Linked DNA regions of Mus musculus: region 2 is linked to region 1. Evidence: chromatin contacts called from public HiChIP or PLAC-seq data. All regions are on one chromosome and are shown on one strand. Each heading gives the region's core, a stretch centred on a gene start, on an enhancer-like site or on the middle of the called end of the contact. The rest is flanking DNA. Distances are from core to core; before and after follow the strand shown. Region 1 has its middle 62 kb from the start of Sntn. Region 2 overlaps Gm281 (cadherin-related family member 3).

Evidence for each region. HiChIP or PLAC-seq counts read pairs in DNA pulled down with a chosen protein or histone mark.
Region 2: an H3K27ac HiChIP or PLAC-seq map of embryonic stem cells shows a contact between it and region 1, with 43 read pairs. The contact joins two enhancer-like sites. A contact is called at or near these places in 5 of 39 promoter capture datasets (HPC-7-derived erythroid cells, embryonic stem cells and stem cell-derived epiblast-like cells), 2 of 484 Hi-C or Micro-C datasets (both in embryonic stem cells) and 5 of 115 datasets of contacts at active chromatin or transcription factors (all in embryonic stem cells).

What each region holds. Positions count from the first base shown.
Region 1 is chr14:13,730,031-13,734,846 of GRCm38.p6, forward strand. No RefSeq gene overlaps it. Among named protein-coding and RNA genes, the nearest start is that of Sntn, 62 kb to the left of the region's middle. Within about 2 kb of position 2,456, at least 16 of the 459 cell types and tissues checked have an H3K27ac peak or open chromatin away from gene starts, as enhancers often do. A contact at or near this core is called in embryonic stem cells, where this site is marked.
Region 2 is chr14:13,903,678-13,908,493 of GRCm38.p6, forward strand. Gm281 (cadherin-related family member 3) reads right to left here. Exons shown (of 15, transcript XM_011244864.1): 2 at 1,395-1,591. Among named protein-coding and RNA genes, the nearest start is that of Gm281, 8.4 kb to the right of the region's middle. Within about 2 kb of position 2,939, at least 7 of the 459 cell types and tissues checked have an H3K27ac peak or open chromatin away from gene starts, as enhancers often do. A contact at or near this core is called in embryonic stem cells, where this site is marked.

The sequences.
Region 1 (4,816 bases), core at 1,206-3,705:
GAAGGACCTTGATAGAAACCTGTCCTTTGGGTCTCTTGATCCTGGTCTTCTCTCCATATCCACTCTGACAGAGCGCCAAGCTCAATCTGAGGAAGTTGGTTGGAGGTGTCTTCTATCATAGCTTTTATAGTGGTGAAGGGGCACAACGTCAGCCCTGCTATATTGAATTATTCTGGAGGTAGGTATTGGAGTTTTCACAGCCTTTTAAAAATTTTCCTGGCTGGCCACCGCTGGAGCAGCTCAATGTGGAGTCATTAAGTGCCATGGGAGGAGACATCACTTGACAATCCAAGATGGACGGTAGAGATACATGGAGCACCTGGCAGTATCATCACAGCCAAGAGCACCCCAGCATGGGCATGGCAGCAGCCATGTTATAGAATTCTTTCATATCACACTCCTGTCTCTCCTTTGCTTCTCTGATTCTTCTTGGCTATTGAATTCACTTCACTACATTCATTTTCTTTTACAGAAGAAGCTTACAATTTTTGTCAAATTTTGAATATTTTGTCTGAGGAGGTCTAGCTAGTAACAGTGCGCCCCCAAGATGGGGAAAGCCTTTTGAATTCTCTGGGTCTAGTTTCTATATTTGTTTATGCATATCTTTGGCCAAACTGGAGTAAACAGGGTAGGAAGTTCAATGGGGTTCAAGGTACTCTCTCTCAGTTTGACATCATTAATGAAAGGAAATAAAACTGTAATTCATGTAATGTATGTTAAATAGCCCAAAGAGTTGTTTGTGAGCTTTGAAACCTGGGGCTGAGAACATAGCAGAACAGACCAGGACATGCCCGGGCAGGCCCATTGCCTCCCTAGCTCCCACCCCTCTGACCTAAGTTAAATGTTACAGGCTGCTGATGTTTAAATGGACCAATCATGTGAAACCGCGCCAATTCCTCCCCCAGCCCCACTCCTTTTCTATAAAAACCCCTAGCTTCCAAGCCTCGTGGTCGAATCCACTGTCTCCTGTTGTGTGAGATACGTTTCGACCCGGAGCTCCGCCATTAAAAAACCTCTTGTTGTTACATCAAGGTGTTGTGTTCTATTCGTGATTCTTGGGTGCACGCCGAATCGGGAGCTGAGTGGGGGTTTCCCCACTGAGTTCTTTCATTAACAAGTTTCATTAGTGTCTTTTTTTATACCATCTATGAATATTTATTAATACTTGTTACTATCAAATACATATTTGAATATGTAATTATGAAACTCTCCACATAAATCTGTATTTTATTGTGTTCCCCTATGGATTGTTCTGGGAGTAGCATATTACCCAAGAGAGACCTTATTTAAAAGTGAGAAATGAGTATAGGAAATGATATATTAAGGTAATGATGGTAAGGACTTGGAGTGCTTTATGAGGGGGAATGGTTTGGGTAAAACAGCTGTTTGTCAACTGTCTAGGTACAATCAGACATGGAGGAGGAATTTTGCACTTTGAGAGTGTCCAGTTTTCTACTGGCTACCTCACAGAGGGAATATAGGCCCTCTTAGGCAGCCAGATCTCTTTGTTCTTTGTAATTATTCACTGACTTGTGTGTGATAGGGGTTAGTGGTGCTTAGACTGCAGAGGAGTTGGATCCTTCTACTGAAAGATTTTTAAAGAGGCCAGGTTCTTTATCTTTGAGAGCCTAGGGAGACATTAAGATTCAACCAGAGAGTAATCATTCCAGGAACCTGTCAAGTATCTCTGATTCTCAATGGACTCTTCTGAGGATGCAAATGTACAGAGAGAACGTTGTTATAAGGGGCCAGGCTTCTCAGTTTTAAGCATAGGCATGAATATGTCGTGCACCAGAAACCAGAGAATGAGAAAGAGCTGTCACCCTAACCAGGTATTATTGACTCCGAGCCTCTACATGGAAGAGGAGAGTGGAATCTCCCTGGTCACTATAAGTGTCACCAAATATGGTGACTGAGAGTCATGGGCAATGGAAGAGTTAACCCAGGAAGATCAGAGTAGATTTGAGATACTTCAAGGAAGCCTCAGCAGGGCAGCAACAAGAACTTCCAGGCCTGAAATGGTAGGTAGACTGCCATGGATTCTATTTGGATTCTACATTTTTTTGGCTTTGGTTTCTGTTGCGAGCTGGCCCGCAGCTCACAAGAAATGGGGGTACACCTGGGAGGCAGACTGGAGCTGAAAGAGAGAATGGAAGCCAAGATGATCCACTGTTCAAGGCTCCCATGTTTATTAGAAGTCTGCTCTTATAAAGGGTGGAAACCCATCCCCTGCCACGCCAAGTTTCTTGATGCTGTGATGCCAAGTTGTTAGCACAGCCTTTTAGCAGTAAGTTGCCAAATTTACAGGTTGTAGTTAATTCAGGAAAATCTCGGCGGACTGGTTCAGCCTCTAGGCAGGTGGTAGGCAGTGTCACATCAAAGGAAACCAGCCTAGTCAGAGGAGCTGCACCGCAGGTGACCTGCCTCAGTGGTAGGTCTGAACCAGCCTGCTTTAGGCTGGGGGAGGTTACAGGTTTCTGTCATGCAAAAGAGGGCAGCTCTGATGGTGTAGTGTTTGACTCTGTGCTGGGGTTGAGTTCATGGGGTAGCAATTCTGAAGTACAAGACTGGTTAAATTTGATTGACTTTCTTCAACCTTGCAATTGCCACAGTGCTTCTCACACTAAAGCTAACTTGACACTTTTGGACAGCCTGGAAAGAGATCATAATTTGTCCTTTGAAGTCTCTGCTTTCCCTGTGTTATTAGGGCCAGTTCCTGGACAAGACTTGCATTGTGGAAAGTCTCCGGTAGGAACTTGTTTTGGTTACTCAATCTCCATCTCGCTATAGCTATGACCCTTGCTTTTCCTTCCTTGCATTATATCTAGAACACCAACAGATACATGAGTTTGGCCGGCTCTTGCCTAGGAAATGTAGTGGGTGTTACTCCTAGTTCCTCTCCTATTTAAACACAGCTGGAGTTTTCATCCTTCTTCTTTGAAGGAATACAGATATATCCTGCATCATTAATTTGATTGGAGCCTTGGGAAGTTTAGCAAGAGAAATGCAACATTTTGAATAATAAACTTTCTAACTTGACATTTCCTCACACATAAGAAAGTGCCTGCGTCTCAGGTCCCTGGGTACCTCACTAATTTATACACATGAAAGTCTGTGTCATGAAGATTCCATTTGGCAACATTCCCAGCAATGTACGGAGCTGTGAGCCGAGGATTAATTTCTAGCCCTGTTTCTAGGCCTATTACTGAACAGACTTCAAAATCCTATTAGAAATTATAATGCAATTTAACATATCCCCAGTTCTCGCAACACTCCAGGGACTTGATAAGATGATTTACCTGGAAGGTATTTATATTTATTGCTTCTTGTATTATAAGGCCAAACATTTCTAATTTGTTATTTAACGATTCTTACATTGAATTCTTATTCTGTTGTCCTCTAAATTCTCATTGAATAGAAATGAGAGGCTGGTTTTGTATGGAGGAGAGAGAAGACTTCTCCAAGCCCCTGCAGCAATGTTCAAGCTGCTTATGGCTGGGTGTTGACATTGGTGGAGCAGTTAAGACTCAGACTTTTAAAAATTTAACTACTTTCCACTCTGCCTATGAAATCAAACAACATAAATAAATGTTATTTGAAAATTATTTGATAAATGTAATTTAAAATTTTTTAATTTAAACATTTAAGTGAAAAATAATTTTTAATAATTCCACCAAGCAGTTACTATAATCTGTAATATATTTGACTTATTTATTAAATGTAATGATTGCATGTATTTGTGCATATATGTGCACACAGGCACTGAAGTGTTATCCCTGATTGTAGACTGTTTTATTTAAATCATTCAGAGACCTTAGGAGATGAACATTACTATCGGCTACATTTTCTAAAAAAAATGGAATTCTAGATTCATCTAAGCAATCTGAACAAATATTTTTTTATCTCAGACTCTTTCACAACCTTGAGATTATGTTTCCATCTGGGAAACATAGTAGGGTGTAAGTATAAACATGATGTCATGTTGATGACTATACATTTTATCCTGAACTTAGTTACGGTATATTCTTTGTTTCCTACTTTAAAATTTTTACACATGCTTATTACTGTTTCTAAATTATCTTAATATCTGGACACTTTGCTGAAGTTGTTTATCAGCTGGAGAAGTTCTCTGGTAGAATTTTTGAGGTTGCTTATGTATACTATCATATCATTTGCAAAAAATAATACATTTATTTCTTCTTTACCAATTTGTATCCCCTTGATCTCTTTTTATTGTCTTATTTTTCTAGCTAACACTTCGAGTACAATATTGAATAGATATGGGGAGAGCGGGCGTCCTTGTTTTGTCCCCAATTTCAATAGGATTGCTTCAAGTATTTCTCCATTTAATTTGATATTGGCTGTTGGTTTGCAGTAAGTTACTTTTATTATGTTTAGGTGTGGGCCTTGGATTCCTGATCTCTCTAATACTTTTAACATGAAGGGAGTGTTCTATTTTGTCAAATGCTTTTTCTGCATCTAAGGAGATGATCATGTGATTTTTTTCTTTGACTTTGTTTATATAGTGGATTACATTAATGGATTTTCATGCACTAAACCAACTTTGCATCCCTAGGATGAAGCCTACTTGATCGTGGTGAATGATGACTTTGATGTGTTCTTGGATTCAGTTTGTAAAAATTTTATTGAGTATTTTTGCATTGATATTCATAAGCGAGATTGGTCTGAATTGCTTTTTTGGTTGGGTCCTTGTGTGATTTATGTATCACAGTAATTGTGGCTTCATAGAATGAGTTAGGTAGTGTTCCTTCTGTTTCTCTTTTATGGAATAGTTTGAGGAAAATTGGTATCATGT
Region 2 (4,816 bases), core at 1,689-4,188, 170 kb after region 1:
AAAGTTACCTATGAAAGCTATCTCAGGGGGAAAGCAGAAGCGGAAAGATCTTAAGTGGGGAATAGTAAACAAATTAGGGAAAGGAAAAATTCTTTTCTACCTGCTCCTCCATCTTCCTCTCCTCTCTTTGTCCTCAGTGCTTACACATCTTTCAGAAAACATGATCACATGTTACAAAGTTCATCACAAGTTCACACAAAAAATTAAATCATAAATCAAAATAGAAGTTTACAACAGAGAATGTTTCCATGCATATCCATTAGGAGTAATTATCTGGCTAAACATCCATCACCTGTCTCAGCTCCACAGGTTCACTAAAGGTTTAAAACCATAACTAAGTTATTAGTGAAGCTTTGTATAGATAAAGCTAGTCAATATTTTATCTTCTGTCCTAGCACCTATAATAAATTGTTATTTCCCTTTTTATGACTTTTGGTCAATTGTTTTACAACCTCTTGGAATGTGCTCTTATTAGGAAAAAGTCTGGTTACTATCTAAGAGCAATTAACTGGTGACACTTGGGAGACTGGCAGAGTTCTCATTGCAGTTTTGACTGTCAGAAAAGAACTAATAGCAGTCCCACTATAAAAGAGCTTAATAATCACAAATATAATTTTAGGAATTCTTATAGGATGGATCATCATTAAGACTTAAGAAGTCATTTATTTGTCTATATAGCATTACTACTAGACAGTACCTCTTCATAGATCTGCTCCAAAGGGGTGTGCTATTCTTAGGGATTGTTATATATGTTTAATAATAGCAGAAAAAGCATATTAATAGCAGGAATCTTTTCTAAAATGAATCCCTTACAGTCTTGTTGAATAAGGGCACACCTGCCACAGATTATATAATAATCTGAAGCAGGCCATTTCTGGATGATCACCTGGTAGTTATTTGCTTGTCTCATTATGGCTCCTGGCACCCACCTACCTATCTGAGAACTTGTAATTCCTTGCTCAGATCATATTTGCAATTTTATTCTGTGTGTATTTCCTTAATTAACAGGCATCCCCATATGTAAGTAAGTGCATTGAGAGTAAGGCATTACCTTGCATCTGATGAGACCCTCAATAGGTACCTGTAAAACTGCTGCTCCTTGTTATTCTTAAGGAATTTAAAAATGTCTGACACACCATAAAGTCTCACAGAATAAAAGGTTAAATTAATTAAAAGCATGCAAGAGGGCCAGGCATGTTAGTACATGCTATAATCTCTGCACTTTGAAGGCCAAGAAAAGACATCAGGAGTTCAAGGCCAACCTAAACTGCATAACACAAACCACACACACACACACACACACACACATCTAAACAAGCAATAAAATGTAAGACAGAAGATAGTCTCATTTAAATCTCTTGAGTTATGCTAATATTATCTGCCTCCATACTTACATCCCACACATGTGAGGATCTGTAGGACAGCACAAAAGGATGTGCTGTGGGGCTGGCATTGAGGATAACAGGATCTCCAACCAGAGAAGTGTGAGGTGAGAGAGACATGGTGACCGTGGCAGCCCGTGTATGATAAGAGGCATTTTCCAGGAGGGGGCCCGCATTCTCCACAACAAAATTTGGAGCAGCTTGAACACCTTAGTGAAAACACAAAACTAGACTTTACATTCCTACAAGGCTTCCCAAACCCTTTCATGTGTGAAGCCCCAGAGGAAAAGCACACTACCCGCTTAGTACCTTTTTTCTTGGAATTCTGAATAGTAAAATGATTGTTGAGGGTCTGAGACCTTTTGTTACAGGTGAGCTTGCAAAAAGTACTGCTAGTTCTGTTTTGCGCTGAAGAAAGTTAAAAGTATAGGAATGGCTTTATGTGACACAGCCATGCAATGGCAGAGCTAGAATTTTAATCCCAAATTTACCAGATTCATATCCATTATTCTTAAATGGTTGAAACTATTTTATGAATCAGAGTAAAAATGTTAGAATATCAAAAGTTCTCAGAATTTCAAATTTGGGAGATGCACCTATCTACAAAGTGATAGCTGTGGCTCTGAAGGTGACAGAGGGGAACTGATCAAGGGGACATTTTTGAATCTCACACTTTGACTCAGGTCCCCGTCTTCCCTCTTACTAGCCTTACAAACACTAGGCTAGCTACCCATGCTTTCTAAAGCTGGAAAGCAACTGCTGTCATTCCATTAGAAATGTCTTTGTCTGAACCTCATGGGCATCTGATCACCATTACTACAATGTAGATCATTGGCCATCATTCTCAATATATATTTCCTAGTCTAGTCACAGCAGTTGTAGATTTCATCTTACAAGTCACTATATATTTTGTTAGACACTGTGTGAAAGGCTGATAGAAATGGCTTTCCAAGTGACATTGTTTTCTATGAATATCATCTACCCTGCAGTATTGAGAAATTATCACTCAAAATCACAATGTGTTCAGAGCAAAGAGTCATTAAGCACCTCACAGAACTGGCCTTCTTTACTCCTCCTTTTCCCTCTTTCCTCGTTTTCTTTCCTAATTTCAACTGACTCTTGTCTTTAACTAAGGCAGAATCTGGCTAGAATCTCAGAACTTCTTAGAAATTGACAAGATTATGTTGGCACCCTAAAAACAAAACCCTTTGGCCTTCCCTCTTAGCATTACCATTTCAGGTCCACCCCCTGAAGACCTCATGGAGCCATACCACACAGGTGGCACTACCCACCTGCCCACCCAGATAGGCTCTTGCCGCCAGCAGAGAACTCTGTTGATCTGTGTACCTCATACAGCTAGCTCCATGAAGCATTCAGTACTGGCTCCTACAACCTGAAGACTACTCAGAGCCATGCACCTCATACAAGTGATACAGCCCACCCTGCAATCATTTCATAAGAAGCCTGACCACCCAAGGAGCCACATCTCTCCCACAATCCTCCTGACTACACACTGAACTTCCCTATTTTCCCTATGTGTGCTGTCCCCACCCTTTGTGTTGAATAGAGCTCACTCTACACAGAGCAGCTAGACTTAGTGAATCACATCAGAAGGCAGCAGAAGAATGTGCTGCCCTTTGAATGCTGGTCAGGCAGAGAATAGAGGACTCTCAAAAGACTAGGAAGAGAACCTGGAATCTTCAGCACAAGTTCCACATAAGAAAACAAGGCCTCAAACCCTCAAAATCCTGAACATTGTACTTTTCAATCCGGAAAGAAGAAAGATGACTTGAGCAAAAGAAACACCCAACTAACACATTATTCCAGATGCACAAGTCCTACCACAGAAACAAAAGTAAACAAAAACATGACAGTATGTCACCCACAGAAGTTACTAATTTCATAGTAATAAATCTGATTGAAAATGACCTGGGGGATCTTACAAAGAATTATGGTAACTATGAGCAAATGATGCAAAGGTCATCCCAGCAAAGGAAAAGAACTAGGCTTATCCCCATCTAGCTTCAAGTGAATGAGACCCAAACTATGACTTATTCATTAGGCTCTGCCCAATTAGTGGGGATTACCCCTAGTAATTTTCTAACACTAGACTGATGACTTCCTAAATTGTGCTCCCCAAATACTTGAGTTCTGAATCTTCCCAGTTATTTCTGCTCCAGTGGTCTGGTGTGTAGCCTCCCATAAGCCTGAAGCAGGCTAGCCAGAATTTGACCCTGCTGCTACTAAGGAGATTATCTAGGGTGGAGCCTTCCTACCTAGATCACTCTATTGTTCTGCCACCTCCAAGGTTCCTCTTCAAGATACTGCTACCTGCTGAGAGGCGCACCCCACCCCCACCCCGCCCCCGGAGCTATTCTGGAGACTATGTCCTATCTTGCACGTCATCGCCTGCAGCTGGTTCCAGGCTCCAAGGATGAATTGGCAGGAATGGACTTTCCCCCCTCTTTTATAAAGCGTGTCCGCCATTAAAAATTTGAACCTTGAGCAGGCTAGCATGTCTTGGTTCCATTATTTCTCAACTCGCCTAGGCTCCCTCTTTTCTTCCAGATTCCAAGATGCCTTCCCGGCTCGAACCCGGACATGTTCGAGCTGCTGGCCGGCCCCAACACTGGTGTTCTTGGGAGGCGTTTTACTCTGGACCATGCTGCTGGTTCATCATGACTAATGGAGACATCCTGTTCTCTCATTCTTCTCTTCCTCTGTGCTCCTTCTCTCTCCTTTTTTCTTTCTCCAACTGTCCCTGCCTCTGACCCCCACACACATAATGAATGCATAACTCAAAGCTCCATCTCTCTATTCTCCCCTATAATTAATTGTAGCCATTTTATTTAACCAATGTTTTTAAATTGGGGAGTAAGATTTGCACAACAAAGGCTGATGTACATGGAAATTTGCTCATCTTGGAGCAACCAGATCTTGGGGTACAGAATTTAGCATTTGAATGCATAGCAGTATCTGACCAACCCCCAACAAAGAGCTGAATTAAATAAGGGAATCAACCCAAGATATATAAATTAAATTCAAAAGAGAAATAGAATTGCTAAAGAAAGGCCAAACTAAGCCGGGCGTGGTGGCACACGCCTTTAATCCCAGCACTCGGGAGGCAGAGGCAGGCGGATTTCTGAGTTCGAGGCCAGCCTGGTCTACAAAGTGAGCTCCAGGACAGCCAGGGCTATACAGAGAAACCCTGTCTCGAAAAAACAAAAAACAAACAAAACAAAAAAAAAAAAAACAAAAAACAAAAAAAAAGAAAGGCCAAACTACAATGATGCTGGAAATTAAAAACTCAGTCAGTCAAATTAAAAACTAGTTGGAAAGCCTCCCCAACAAAACAATTCATGTCAGAAACAGAAAGTGGGCTACAAGAAAAAGTAAAAGAATTGAATCATGCCTTAATAATCAATGAGAATTTC